2 separate regions of the Mus musculus genome follow, and region 1 is linked to region 2. The links are chromatin contacts, called in public HiChIP or PLAC-seq maps. All regions are on one chromosome and are shown on one strand. The core of a region is the stretch at or near the end of the contact, and the rest is flanking DNA. Distances in the headings are between cores, read along the strand shown. Region 1 has its middle 110 kb from the start of Plxna2. Region 2 holds the start of Mir205hg (Mir205 host gene).

Region 1 (7,325 bases), core at 2,459-4,958, 1.0 Mb after region 2:
ATTGAGCTTTCATGAGTGAGTTTAGGATCATTATAAAAGGATCCCCAGAGATCTGTCTTCCCTCTTCTTCCATGAAAGGACACACAAGATACCCTCCGTGAACCAGGAAGTGGGACCTCACCCAATAACAAATCTATTGGCACCTTAATATTGGGCTCTCCAGCCGCCAGAGCTGTGGGAAATAAATGTGTATTGTTTACTGATGTTATAGTGTACGGCATCCTATTATAACAGCCCAGACTGACTAAGACACACAGCACAGAGGGAGAAATAAGCTTTTGTTGTTGCAAGCTAGTAACACTTAGAGGCTAACTGTGATATAACTCATCTTTTCTCTTATTTTTGATCACAAATATAAAAGTAAAGAAACATGAACTGTGCAAGCAACAGACAGTCACCTCCTGCAAGCCCAGTGGTTTTTCCCAATTGTGATGCTTAAGGGCAGGTGGATCTGTAAGATGCTGCTGTTTATTTTAAAGACTTTGCACTAGCCATTTTTATAAATTACCTTACTTCATCCACAATGGGAATAAGGAAGATATCAATCTAAATGGCAAAGATAAAATGATGAGAATCAACAGAATTTACCATTTAAAACTTATTAAGTGTGTAAAGCAGGGTTTTTCCTTGCTGCAATCTCTAATCCAGTCTTTGTATCACTCTTTCACAGTACTGATTAAGAAATAAATCAGTTAGCCACACATGCAATCTTAAATTACAGCTCTGAGGAAAACATGAGGTCATATTCACATGATCTGAGTTCAGTTACTTAACCTCCCTAAGCTTAGATTTCTGCTTGTGAATTGGAGATGAATATCTTTAGCACATTAGAGGACACACAAGTGGTACCAGACCATTGCATGTATTGTATTATCACTTCTTTAATGGTCAGTTTCAGTACAATCAAAGTAAATTCTGATACAACTTCAGCATATAAGAAAGACTCACTATTTTAGGATGCTGGAAAATATCACTTTCTTGGTCTTTGGGAGGGAGACCCAGGTACCACAGACTCTAAGCCCAAAGTGGTGCAGCCAATCCTAGGATAGGAAGCAATTCACATATATGGGTACAAAGAGCCACAAAACCACACATGTAGGACAAGAGCAGCAATGTCTGGCCCTCACTGTCGCAGGGGAAGCACAATGGTCAGGGGCAGTGGCACACAAGCCCTAATCAGATGAATCCATCAAATTGAGGTACAGGTTGGGTCCCAATGTCCAGAACAAAAGGGTCTAGAGAAATTATGCCTGTCCTGATATTGAAGGCAGAAAGAGATAGCTTCAAACATGAGTGAACCTGGACACCATAGCCCCTGACTGGCAATGAGCTGATGGGCCTGACAGTGGTGAGGATGATGAAAAGCACTTAAGCAATAGCTTCACGTCCTTGTTATTGCTGAAAGCCTCCTGCCACAGTACAGAGCAATCAGTCAGTCACCCTGCCACCAGCCCCTCCTCTGCCCGCCTCTCTTTTCTCACCTTTGCTCACCCAGGACTATTCATCCCTTTGTCTCTCCATCCTAGACCATGGCAGCCAGCAAACAGAAACATGCCAGCAGGAGCCAAGTCTTTAATGGCTGTTTCTCAAACCTGAGACTCCTAGGGCTGCCTGGGCTAATAGGAAAGCCTGGCCACAGGAGCTGGGGTTACGAAGACAGACTGACTACAAAGGGACCTTTCTCCCCCACAGCTTCTCGTGAATTTTACATTAAGAAGTTACCTGTATGTTTATCATTCCAGCGTATGGTCTCTCCCCTGGACACAGAGTAGGCTCACTGCTTTTTTTAGATGGAAGGGTTTCTTTTGATTACAAATTTAAAATGGTTTTGAGTTTGGGGCTTCCCCACAAAAGCTTAGAGGTGAAGATTCTAGAGCTCTTGCCTCCTACTCACCTAACCTCACTCAGCATGACTCTTGACTGGCTGTCCTTTACCCTCCCAGACCATGCCCTCCTAGTGCATGGGTGGCAAGTATAACAAGATAATGCCACAGGGTAGCAGTTAGTGCCATTAGAAAGTTAGTGCCACTAGAAAGTTCCAATGGCAAATGAGTTGCAAATTGAAGGACTGCACATCTTGAGCTCCATGCTGCTTCAGCCAGCATTTGTGGTATACAGCTTGTATGCAGGCAGCATGCCAGTACAGATGGGAAACTTCCTGGAGGGCACATATGTCCAGGATACTCACTGCCTCTCTCAACCCATACTTAACTTCTGGCTGTAGTCCAGACCAGTGAGTTCCAGCCCCAGAACTGCCCTCTTCTTGCTGGTGGTTACAGAAAAAACCCACACAGCCCATGGAGAGATCACCAATCACACCTGGAATGTCAGCTTTGAGTAGAGCAGAGGACCTGGTGTAAGGAATAGAACACACAATGTAGAACAGAGAATGCATAAAGATGTAGGTCTCCCCAAAACAAAACAAACACAAGGTGAAATTGGTAAAAAATGATAGAAGGCATGGACAGTGTTTCTTGGTCTTTGGATGTAGAAATTGCATTTTTGATGTGTCTACGAAGTTTGAAGACCTCATCATCTGCTGGACTTTACATTTTGATCAGTTGTGGATTTCTGTTGTGGTCTCGGCCTGATGCAAAAAGAAGCTTTGTCAATGATGGATGACTACCATACTTACCTGTGTGTGTATAAGCATAGATATAAAAAATTAGGCTGGATTAGGAAAGTAACAATAGTAGGTTCTCCTCTGTGGTCCATAGCTTCACCACCCATAGACAGCTGGGAAGAAGGGGTAGGAAAATTATGTCAGCATTCCAAGATATCTGCTGTGAGGTGGTGTCTTCTATACACGACATGGATTTGCATCCATGAAACCTCAACAATATGGCCACCTAAGCAAATCCTACCCAGGGATAACTGTGTATCATAATTAATATAGATATATGTATCTATTAATGCAAATGAGAGGAACCTCACAGGGGCTGACTTTAGATGAAGAACTATAGGCAAACTATGGCTGCTGAGAGAGGGAAAATCAGTTTTCTTCAGTGAGAAGTATCTGAAAAGGTAGACTAAATAAAAGACAGATAAACTGGTAGCTGAAGTGAACAGGGCTATGCATTCCTAGCAAGGGTCCGAGGGGCAGTATGATGAGAGTGAATTTACTCACTCTATATATCTATACTCCTATATCATAGCAGCAATATTATTAAGTTGGTAAATAACTGATCACAGATAAAGTGGGTTTTAGAGTTGTACCACCCATCACACCTCTCCCAAGGGCAGCCATTGCTGAGATGCACCATTATGACTACTCACTGAGGCTGTGTGATGTGCAAAGTCCATGAACTCAGTCTCTAAACAGAAGCCACTGGCTTTGTTTGAATGTAATGATGTTCAAACATAGAATGTGCCCAAACATGACAGAGTCGTTGTTTTTTCTCCCTCATTCCACTGTATGTTAAAAGCATCTATTAAAATGTGTCTGCAATGGAAAGCACCCAGCACACTGTCATCAATTTAAGGAAATAAAATTGCACCATATGAAGGGTTATCATAAGGAAGATGGTGACCAGCTGCTTGCCATCTCCTCTGGGTTACAATAAGAGAGAGTGGGAGGGAGTTCAGTTCAAAATTGAATCAGAGTTGGAACTTGACAGAAGGAAGGAAGCATTATCTCCAAGACAGAGAAACAGTGGCGCTGTCTAAATACACGTGAGCCTGTGGAGGCATAGGGAGGGAAGCTATACAATGATTCTTTACTGCTTCTCTGCCCTGGGGTACTGAATGACCTCAGAGTCTCTTTCCTCTCACCCTCACCCTTTTCCAGGCAAAGGTTTAAAAAAAAAAAATCACTGCAGTAGAAACAATGGCGGCATTTCCATTATAAAGATTCAAGCCTTCCAGTAAATTAGTGAAGCAGGAGGTGGGTTATCTTCTCTGAGGCAGACCACAGCCTCCTGTAGCATCCAGTCTAACTCTGCCTGGATCACTCAGGACTTATTCAGTCTTAACAAATGGGCAGCAGCATCTGAAATTCTGCCCATTGCAAGACTCTAACTTAAATGCTAAGAGATGAGAAATCACTTATATTATAGTTTATATTAGTGACTCCCAGATCCTGCTCTCTCTCATATACCTCTGCGCCATTCTCAGTTTTAAGCATCAAGAGCCACAGTCTCTATTACGATGTGTTCTTAACAAATAATTTATATAAGCCATTTGCTGCCTAGTATGAATTTAAATCACTTCTTATCTCCCTTCCAGTTGCCTTCTCACACAAGCTGAAAATCCCATAGGAGAACCAGGAACCTGCTTCTTTGGCCAAGGAATCCCAATATATCAGCAAAGGTTGCGGGATATCCCCTCCCCACCCTCCCCACTGCTTGAGAAATTGCTAGACCCTGAAACTGCCTCAACTAGAAGGCAGCTGGGGACATTCTTCAGGTTGGATCTCAAATGCCCTGCAAGGCATGTGTCAAAGCTTAGTCACTTGCCTGTGATTTTATTAAAAGATGCCAGAATCATTAAAAGGTGAGACTGAAGATTTCGAGGGAGGGAGGTGAGTCACTGCAGATGTACCAGAAATATCAGAATCCTGGCTCTCCTCTCGATTTCTCTTTCCCAGCCACTGTGTGGTAACCAGGTGAGTAATTCTCTCTATCTCTGTCTTCATCTCCCTCCCTTCCTTCCTCCCTCTCTCCAGCCACTGTGGAGTTAGCAGTTCTACTTTCTCAGGTTCCTCTGCTGAACTCTTCTCTTACAAATAGCAGGCCCAAACTGAGAAAGGCCAAGAGACTGTGAGTCAAAATAAATCTTTCTTCTCTAGAAGTTGTATATCTCAGGTACTTTCACACAGTGAGGGAAAACAGACTGGCATAGTCTACCTTTCTCTTGGAGCTCTTTGACGATATTAATCCTCCATTTCAATGGAGGTATCAATAAAAATGAAAGGAAATCATAACTCCCCCTCAAATGAGGAAAAATGAGTTAGTCTGTCACACTAACATAGCAGGCAAAGTCTTAGGAATTAAGTATTGCTGATTATGCAAATGTTAGTCATAGCCTAGAAGGATATAAGGAAACTATGCAAATATACAAACTGTTAGTAGAGGATGGACAATGTACTATGGTTTTTCAGAGGAAGAAGAGGGGATTAGAGTTGATTGAATTAGGAAAGAATCTAGAAAGGGGGTGATATTTGGGAAATACTAGTATGGTTGGTGATAAAGGTTATCTAGAATTTAACAGAACTTGATTGTAGAAGAGAAAAAAGCATCAGAGGAAGGCAGGTAGTGTGCATAAGGCAAGGGGTAGAAAGGGTTGGCCCAGAAAGCAAGAGATAGTGAGTTAGGGGGTGAACCACCAGGGGAAGCAAGGTATAAAAGCTTGCCAAAGACATGCTTTAGTTGGTCCTGGATGTCCACCAGGACCAGGTTTTTATACATCACTCAGTGAACAAGAGTAACCTGAAGTCCTTTAGGAAGGAAGCAGTTCAGGTCTCACATAACAGAGAGATATACACTTGCTCTTCATAAAGAGTTCTTAGTCTCACCTCCACCTCCCTGGAGGTTCACCTCCATGACTGAATTGCATATAAGCCCGAGTGACCACAATGATACCACTCTTTCCCTACAATTCCCTTTTCTTAAAATTAAATACTCTCTTTGGATCTGGAACAGAAGCAATTCCAATAGAAAAGACAGATGGAAATGCTTTGTATAATAACCCTTGGCATATAGATGGTCTTTTTTCTCTTAATTGGGGGCTTTAGGGACTGAAAAATTTGGTATGGTCCCTATGTTGAAGATGTTGGTAACCCATGAAAGAAGCTGGGGTGCACTGAAGAAAGGGGCTGGGAGCAAAATAGTTTTTTTAGGTAGGCACAAAACTAGGGGACTGTTTTCCTGATACCTCTAAGCAGGAGACTAAATACCCCTGTCCTTCATGACAATTTGATAGCAAGCAGGCACCCAGACTCCAGACCAGCATAAACACTGAATGTAGTCAGAGTTATAGGGACAATGTGGTTCCCCTCCAAATCAAAGCAGTATTTCTTTTATTTTTAAGTATTGTAAAGTTGGTTGGCAATAATTTACTCCCCTGCTGACAATCTATGACCAAATTTCAGTCCCACTGGAAATGGTTGTGATCTATGCTCTTACAGAGAAAAGAAGTAAAAATGAAAGAATGTAAACACAGGCCACCTCCCCCCTCCAAGTCCTAGCTCTTTTAATGGACAAGTTGACAGAGTCCTTAACCAGCATCTCTCCAGGGCCATGCCATAATTGCAGGCTGGGAAGGAGAGTTATGTTTCATGTGATTAGAGAGTGTTTGTGCTTCTGTCCATTAGGAACAAAGAGGAGGAAGCATTTTCAAGAACTGGATGCCAAACATCATTCACCAGGGAATTCTACACAATCACTTGCAAAATAATCTCTAAGATGGTCATTTCATCATTAAAATGTTCTTGGTCAGGCGTGATTTTGAGAGGTGGCACTTTGGAAATTCTGTGGTTGATTTAACATCATGTTCTCCTAACACAAAGAAAAGGGTACCCATCATTCCCCCTCCCACTATGTTACACATCAGCAGCACAGGCACTCACTTTTTTCTTTGCCCAGACTCACTGGTACACTGTGTGGGCTTTCAGCAGCCCCTTTTCCTCTTCCATCAGGTAAATCTTTCAACTAAGGAATGAGGAGAAAAATGAAGCAAGTGTGCCTCGAGGGGGTGAGAAGAAAGGGTGGGGGTCAGCTTAGCTGATCATGAAGAGAGGGTTGGGGTCAGCTGATCTACTCCGAGGCAGCAGACTTTCAAAAGAACCTAAAGTGAGGGCTGGATTCTCTTTGTCTCTGTCACTTGACATTGGTGGTACACTCAGTAAATCCAACAGGTTGTGGGAACCTGGAAAAAGCAACCACCATCATATATTCAAAAGGGAGCTACCCAGTGAAATCTCATGACAGCTACTGACCCCTTCAAGGGTTATGTCTTCCCTGACACCACACATTCAGAGAACCCTCAAATACTCCAGTTCCTCTTTAACAGCTAATCCAAAATTTCATATGGAAAGTGCCACTTGAATTTCACTTCCAGTTAACTTTGTGTCACTACCCTGGCCTCCAGATTTGTGGGCAACACCAGAGTCCAGATTCCCATTAACAATGTTTCTTTTGAGAGGAGAGCTTGAGATTGTAGGATTCCATGAGACCAGTAACAGATGCCTCTAGAAAGTGAGCCTGGGGCATATCAGGGAGAGTCAAGTAGACAGTATGTGTGGTAGTTTTCTATCACAATGATAAAATACCATGCCAAGTAAGTTATAAAAAGAGGTTTTTGGCTTATAGTTCCAGGGAGTTTGAGTC
Region 2 (6,363 bases), core at 2,039-4,538:
GTCAGAAAGATCTGAATCTGCCTTCATTTAAATCTTTTTTTTTTACATTTATTTTATTACAATATAAATAGACTTAAATAATCTTAATGGGGATTTCCTCCCCAGTTCTGTAGGTCTTACTGGCACTGTGGAGAGTCTGAGGGCAATAGGGTCCCTGGCTGGTTGCAAATGATGTCCCAGCTACCTGCCTGGAAACCCTAGGGAGAGAGGGAGGCAGGGAGGCAGCAGGACTTCCTTGAGTTTATCTGGGATTTAAGCCTGCAGGGTGCAGGTTTAAGATACTGATAACATAGGGCAGAGAGGCAGGAGGGCGTGTCAGCAGATAGGCAACTTTTAATTTTGCAAGTTACAGAAAAATACACATTTCCGAAGCATTGGTTTTAGGAAGAAAGGCCACACAGCAATCACTGGCAGTGTGCTCTTGCCTGCCACTGCCACCCCTCTGCAAAAGCACACGCTGCAGGTGCTTTTAGTGACTGTATTTTTGCAGAATGCCTCTGTTCAAATGCTGTGCTTCAGTCCACCGCTGGCAGCTCCATGCCTCCTGAGCTTCACTCCACTGAAATCTGGTTGGCATAAGACAGACTCCGGTGGAATGAAGGACAAGAGGACCCATGGATTGTCTGGGGCTGTTTGTCTACTAAGCCTCCTCGTGTAGTGCTGTGTGACCTGAAGGAGACCTTCAGGATCCTGCAACCCCACTCTTACAGGACCTGAATACCTGTATTCATTCATTCAGGACCTGGTGAGGACCTGAATACTCAAACCCTCAAGCATTCATGTTCCCACCTCAGAGTACTCTGGGTGGTATAGCCAATGTTGTGTGTGGGGCTGGACTCTAGGTAGTTTCTTGCCCATGAAGGGCCATCCCAGATAAATCCAAGTGGAGTCTCCATTCTGTATACCTAGTTAGGATGCTGGCTCTCCTCTTCAATGAGTGTTCCATACCAGAGCTAGGTATGTTGGTGATATCTAGAGAAAGCACACTTTCTTTCATTTTGTACCAAAAGGTGGAATACAGGGGAGCAGGTATTCTTCTGAAAAAGCAGCATGAACAGCCCAGTTCAGGCCTGGATGCTGGTGTGTAATCAGGATAAGCGGAGGACAGTGACTCTGCTCGTCTGCATAAACAGGAACAGGCCTGTTTATGGGGCCAGTGGGTGGTGAAGGGAAGAATTCTTGATCCTCTCCCCATAGCTGGGGAAGCATAGTCTGGGAAAGTCAGTCTTTAATGACTATATATCTTTCCCCAGATCTGCACAGAATTAGTAAATGGCTTCTCTAAGGAGCCTAGGGTGGTAGTCAAGGGAGGGAGGCCAGCATATAACTGGCTTTCAGAGACTGAGCTACACTGAGAGGCCATGTAATACCTGTGGACTTTCTGTCCCTGCCCAAAAGAAAATGCTCACCAAGCAGGAGCTTTGCAGGGTTGCATTGGCCTCTTTGCTTTGTTCAGACATGTCTGCTGCTCAGTGTAAGCCTCATAAAAGGCTGCTCTAAGCAGAGACAAGCAGACAGGGTGGGTAGGGCTGGCCTACCTTGTTTGGAATACTTTCTTCTTCCTGGGCTTGTTCTGACCTGACAAAGAGGCTCCACCTCTCCCATCTAGCCCCCAGGCCATCAGGCCTCTGAGAAAGACTCTTAAACAAAAGCAGGGATTTCTAGCTATGGTTAGGGAAGAATCCCACTTTCCTGGGTCCAAACTAAGGCACCTTTCTCAGGGTGTGCACAGGCACACTAGAAGGCAGGGTGCTGAGTGCAGAGAGCAAGAGGTTCTGTGAATCTTCTGTTCAGTCTCTTAGCGAATACTTACTGAGTTATCAAGACCACAGAAGCCCCCACACCACCTCTGACCCACTTCCTATCAAAGGGGAGAGAGACACAGGTCTGTTGGCTCTGACCAAGGAAGGCAGGAGACTGTGGGAGGTAGTTCTGGGTTGGAAGGAGTCTTGGCTTCTTGTGGAATTTCAGCTCAGTTCTGAAAACAAAAAGGTCATCATTAGGTCTCTGTCCAAGCTCCCCTTACCCAACTCTTAAGGAAGCCCATCAGATTCCTCAAGTCCACAATTGGACTCATCCTTATTTGAGATCTTGATCCTCCCAGTGGAATCCAGAGAAGAAAAGGCTTGATAGCGCTAACAGGCCATATGAAAGGGTAGGGCGGAGGCAGCTCAGGAAAGTCTTGCCTCCCCTCATAACATCCCTCTGTTCCTGCAGACCAGACCTGCTGCTGCTGTAAGAAGAGTTGATCTACAACCTGGAAACTTATACCTGATACACTCTGCATATCATGTCTAGTATTCAGGTTCTCCCACTCAGCAGGCCTTTACCAATGCAATCTCCAGTGATGTGTCTTGTCTAGTTACAGTATTGGGTTGGGTCAGAGAACCAACAAGGCTCATGTTGGGCTAGAGTTTTAGCCAGTGATTGCTCTTCCAGGGGCCTTCAGGGCTGTGCCCTAAATGTCTTAAAAACCCATCTTGCACTTAAGAACCTCAGAAGGGAAGCAGGTCTTGCATGCGCTGCTAAGTACCCTAGGACTAGGCAGTGGGTACACATTCCTCTAGTCAAGTCAGTCCCCAGGAAGCTCGACAGAATTGCTGTGTTGGTATTCAGCTGCCTGGCACCCACTTCCATTATCATCAAGATTAACACCCAACAGCTCAGAAATTCCCCGGAAAACAAAGAAAGAAGTTGATACTTGATTTCCAGTGAAGCCCGCCTTCCACTCTTCCCTCTGGCCCTATGCATGATCCTGAGGATCAAGACACTCACCCGCCCAAACCGGAGATTTCAGACTCACCTGCAAGTACATGGGAGTACCTATACCTTCGGATATCAGGCTCAGCTTTGCCTTTGATGCAAAATAATACTTTTTTTTTGGGGGGGGGGGTTCTAAAGAGAGTACCAAGCTGGAGGATGGTTAGAGAATCCTGGGGAAAAGAAACCAAACCAAAACGAACAAAAAAACAAAACAAAACAAAGCAAAACAACAACAATAAAGAATTTTTAAGTCTTGGGAAAGTCTTTTACCCTCAAGAATTGAGGACTAGAAGAGGTGGCACATGCTCTATAGGGTGCTCAGCTCAGCGGCCTGGGCAGAGAAGTTGCTCCTGGAGAAAGAGACACGTGGTCCTCTCTTTAGTAAAAGACAATAGGAAAGTAGGAGAAAGTGGCAGAGAGGGGGCTAAAGGAAGCTGGAAAGAGAGGGGGTGGAGTGCAGAGGCTCAGCTAAATAGAGCTTGGCCACAGACAATAAAAGAGAAACTGGTTTTTCTAAGGCAGGGGTGAGGAGGCGGCACCGGTCTCTCTATTTATGCACCTCTCAGCCAAGTTTCCAGTTACCTGCTGAGCCCAACCAATGAAGACAGGACTTGGCTGCTGGATCCGCCTCCAAGAACCACACCTCTGGGGGTGGGACGTGCTTGCAGAGGCCTTTCTGAATTCAAACCTTTTTCTCTCATTGTTTCTGTAGTCAGGTGGGGGTCTCCCTCTGCCCAGAGCAAGAAGACGCAGGTTATCTTAGCCTTGGGCTGAAGCTCCAGCCCCCCCAATAGTAGAGGGCAAGGACCTTTCAGATCTTAATCTGGGTCATGGAGGCTGTTCATGTGTGTGTGTGTGTCCACATGCTTACATCCATACGGAGCTGTGTAGGGAGCAGGAATCAAAGTCCTTTCGCACCTTTAGCCCAGTACCTGTCCATTCATCTATGTGGTGCTGCAGGAAGAGGTCGGAGGAGGGACAGAGCCTCAGGGACCTTGTGACTTATCCTGGTTTTATAACCCAAGAGGCCTCACTTCCCTTTCTTTCCTTAGAGGAAGGGCCTCTGCTGTGTGAGGGAGTTGGGAGGACAGAAGGAACTGGGGAAGAAGCTGTTAGTTCTACCTCCCACCTCGCTTCACCTCCATGCATCCATTCCCCCCTCCCCCTCTCCTTGTCCCTCCTCCTTCCTTAGCACTGCTCCTGCTCCCTTTTGCCTAGTTTTCCTGGAGGACATGGGATATAGAAGTCTCTTTAAATGAATCCTAGAAGTTTGGTGTCTTTTGTTTGTTCTCAAAGTAGACCCTTTCTGGGCAAAAGCAGAGTCCTCCCCTTTCAGGAGAGTAAGGAACCGCAGAACACAGTATGCAGAGCATATTGGTCTGTTCCAGAGCCACTCGGAGAACCTGCTGCAAATCTTCTTTGCCACCTGCTAACTCCAACCTCTTCCCACAGCTAGGGAAGGAGGCTTATAATGCTTATGAGGCACACTTCTATAGCTAGTATTAAGTCAAGATGTGTGCCTACCCAGACCTATGTGGCTTCACTGACTCATACAAAGTCTCCCAGAATATAACTCTCACTGCCTTTTGTCAGTTCTTGCTCACTGTGCCTTCTTCCTATGCCTTTCTTTTCCCCATTTCATCCATTCACTCACTGAGCAGCTCATCCCAGCAGGGGATACTCTGTATCCTTTGAGTTCATCTTTTAGGCTCTCCCAACTAGATACACCTAGATACAAGTGAACAGTCATAGAAACAGATTAATACAATGCAATGAGCATCCCCTAAAGGAAACATTCCCCTTCCATTGCTAAGAGTCTGGGAAGGGTCCACAGAGAAGGTTCCTTTGAACTGAATCTGAGAGGATAGCCAGAAAAGGTTTGGGAGCTGTTTGAATTAACCCTCCCTAGGAAGGAGACCTCCTAAGGGTTTAGAGCTACCCTGAGGTATGGAGAGGCAGCATAGGCCTGAGGCCCATGAAGGGCAGGGCCTATGAGTGTTTTCTGTAGGAGGTAGCCATGTCCCAAGTCTTAAAGGAAATGAATGGCAAGAGCTGTTTCTCAGAAGCATAGGACTTGAAGACAGTTAAATAACTGTTGAAGAGTGTGACTGTCCCCAGAATATGGGGGAATGAGGTTCAGGAGAGACTAGGCCAAAAGGACAAACATAAACCCTGTTGATCTCAAATCTCTCCTTTCCAGTTGTCATCTTTGATCCCCTAAATGTGGTGAGAAATAGAATTAATTTGCATTTGGCTAGGGTCTCGACTATTCTTTTCCAGCTTCTGGAAGTGTGGGACACACCCAGTGGTGACTCTGCTGGAAGCTACCTGTCTTCCACTCCTAAGTCTAGTTCTTTGACCCAGAAGCCTGGAGTGCCTTCCTCCCCTACTACCAAATCCAGGTTTCTAAGAGGCGTTACTTTCCCGGACACTCTAAGATCATGCTGGGTGGGTAGAAAATAGAAAGGAATTTGGGGGCTGAGTGGGAGTGGTCTGGGGCTCCCTCCCATCTCTACTTCAGTGTTTCCATGGTAACAATAATTTGTTCTTGTATGTCACTTTTTGTTTTGTGTGCTGTCTGTTTTTTTGGCTCTCATTTCTCTTTTTCCTGAACACACCCAAGCCTGAAGCTCTCTACAGTTAGAAATCTTTGGCCCCCTGTGTGGCTCATTTCTGGGAGGATGCCGCATTTCTCTGCTGGTTCTTCCAGTTCTGTGCCTTGCCCATAGTAGAGCTTGTAATAGGTCTTTCTGAATTACTGAATGTTGATCATAAGCCCATCTAATTTTCCACCTGGAGGTTCTGCTAAAACTGTGGTAGTGTTGCCTAAAGTAGAGTCTGGGGTTCAAGGAACCCCCACTGTGCTCCATTGGGAGAGGAGCATAAGGGTTAGCTTGACATGCCATGTTCTCAGGAAGCTGCAGCAGATAGCAGGGTGTGGCCTGGAAGGTGAGTTCCCTCCCAGCCCCTGGGTGCTTAGAGTCTGCAAGCAGGCATGATCATGCTGCTGCTTCCAGCCCTGTGTTCCTTTCTGGGATCCAGAAAGGAAACGTGTAAGTATAAAAGCTGGGAATATGTGGTTCATCTGCAGCGATGGACATAGAAAACAAAACAACAGCCCAAATGAGGTATGAGGTTTGAGCTTGCACGTAACTTCACTGAACTCAGGACTGCAATTGTGACATGACTGTAAGAAGACAAGGTCTTTCTCTGATTGCATGCTTAGAAATAGGAGACAGGGACTGCGGTGTGGCTCAGGGATAGCGTGCTTGCCTTGCATGTTCAAGACCCTAGTTCTAGTCACAGTATGGTGAAAACAAAGATGAAAGAAAAGAAACAAAGGAGGAAAGGACGAAGGGAAGGAAAAAGACAAAAAAGGAGGGCTAAGGATGTAGTTCAGTTGGTAGACTAATATGTACAAGGCCTTCATTGAAAAACCTGGACGCACAGAAACACAGACACATACAGACATAGAAATACACATAGACACACACACACACACACACAAACAAGCACTGACACACAGACATAGACAATCAGACAGACACACACAAACATAGAGACAGAGACACACATACAAACAAAAATACAGACATACAC

What was found. HiChIP or PLAC-seq counts read pairs in DNA pulled down with a chosen protein or histone mark.
Region 1: a contact with region 2 is called in an H3K27ac HiChIP or PLAC-seq map of embryonic stem cells, with 4 times the contacts expected there. The contact joins the enhancer-like site here to the promoter of Mir205hg in region 2. A contact is called at or near these places in 7 of 39 promoter capture datasets (the 3T3-L1 cell line, the HPC-7 cell line, embryonic stem cells and 4 more), 2 of 115 datasets of contacts at active chromatin or transcription factors (both in embryonic stem cells) and 1 of 9 other capture datasets (embryonic stem cells).

Annotation. Positions count from the first base shown.
Region 1 is chr1:194,502,258-194,509,582 of GRCm38.p6, forward strand. No RefSeq gene overlaps it. Among named protein-coding and RNA genes, the nearest start is that of Plxna2, 110 kb to the right of the region's middle. Within about 2 kb of position 3,709, at least 7 of the 459 cell types and tissues checked have an H3K27ac peak or open chromatin away from gene starts, as enhancers often do. A contact at or near this core is called in embryonic stem cells, where this site is marked.
Region 2 is chr1:193,506,922-193,513,284 of GRCm38.p6, forward strand. It overlaps Mir205hg (Mir205 host gene), which reads right to left and starts at 3,289. Exons shown (of 3, transcript NR_166150.1): 1 at 2,804-3,289; 2 at 1,814-1,978. Mir205 (microRNA 205) reads right to left here and starts at 609; the gene lies at 542-609.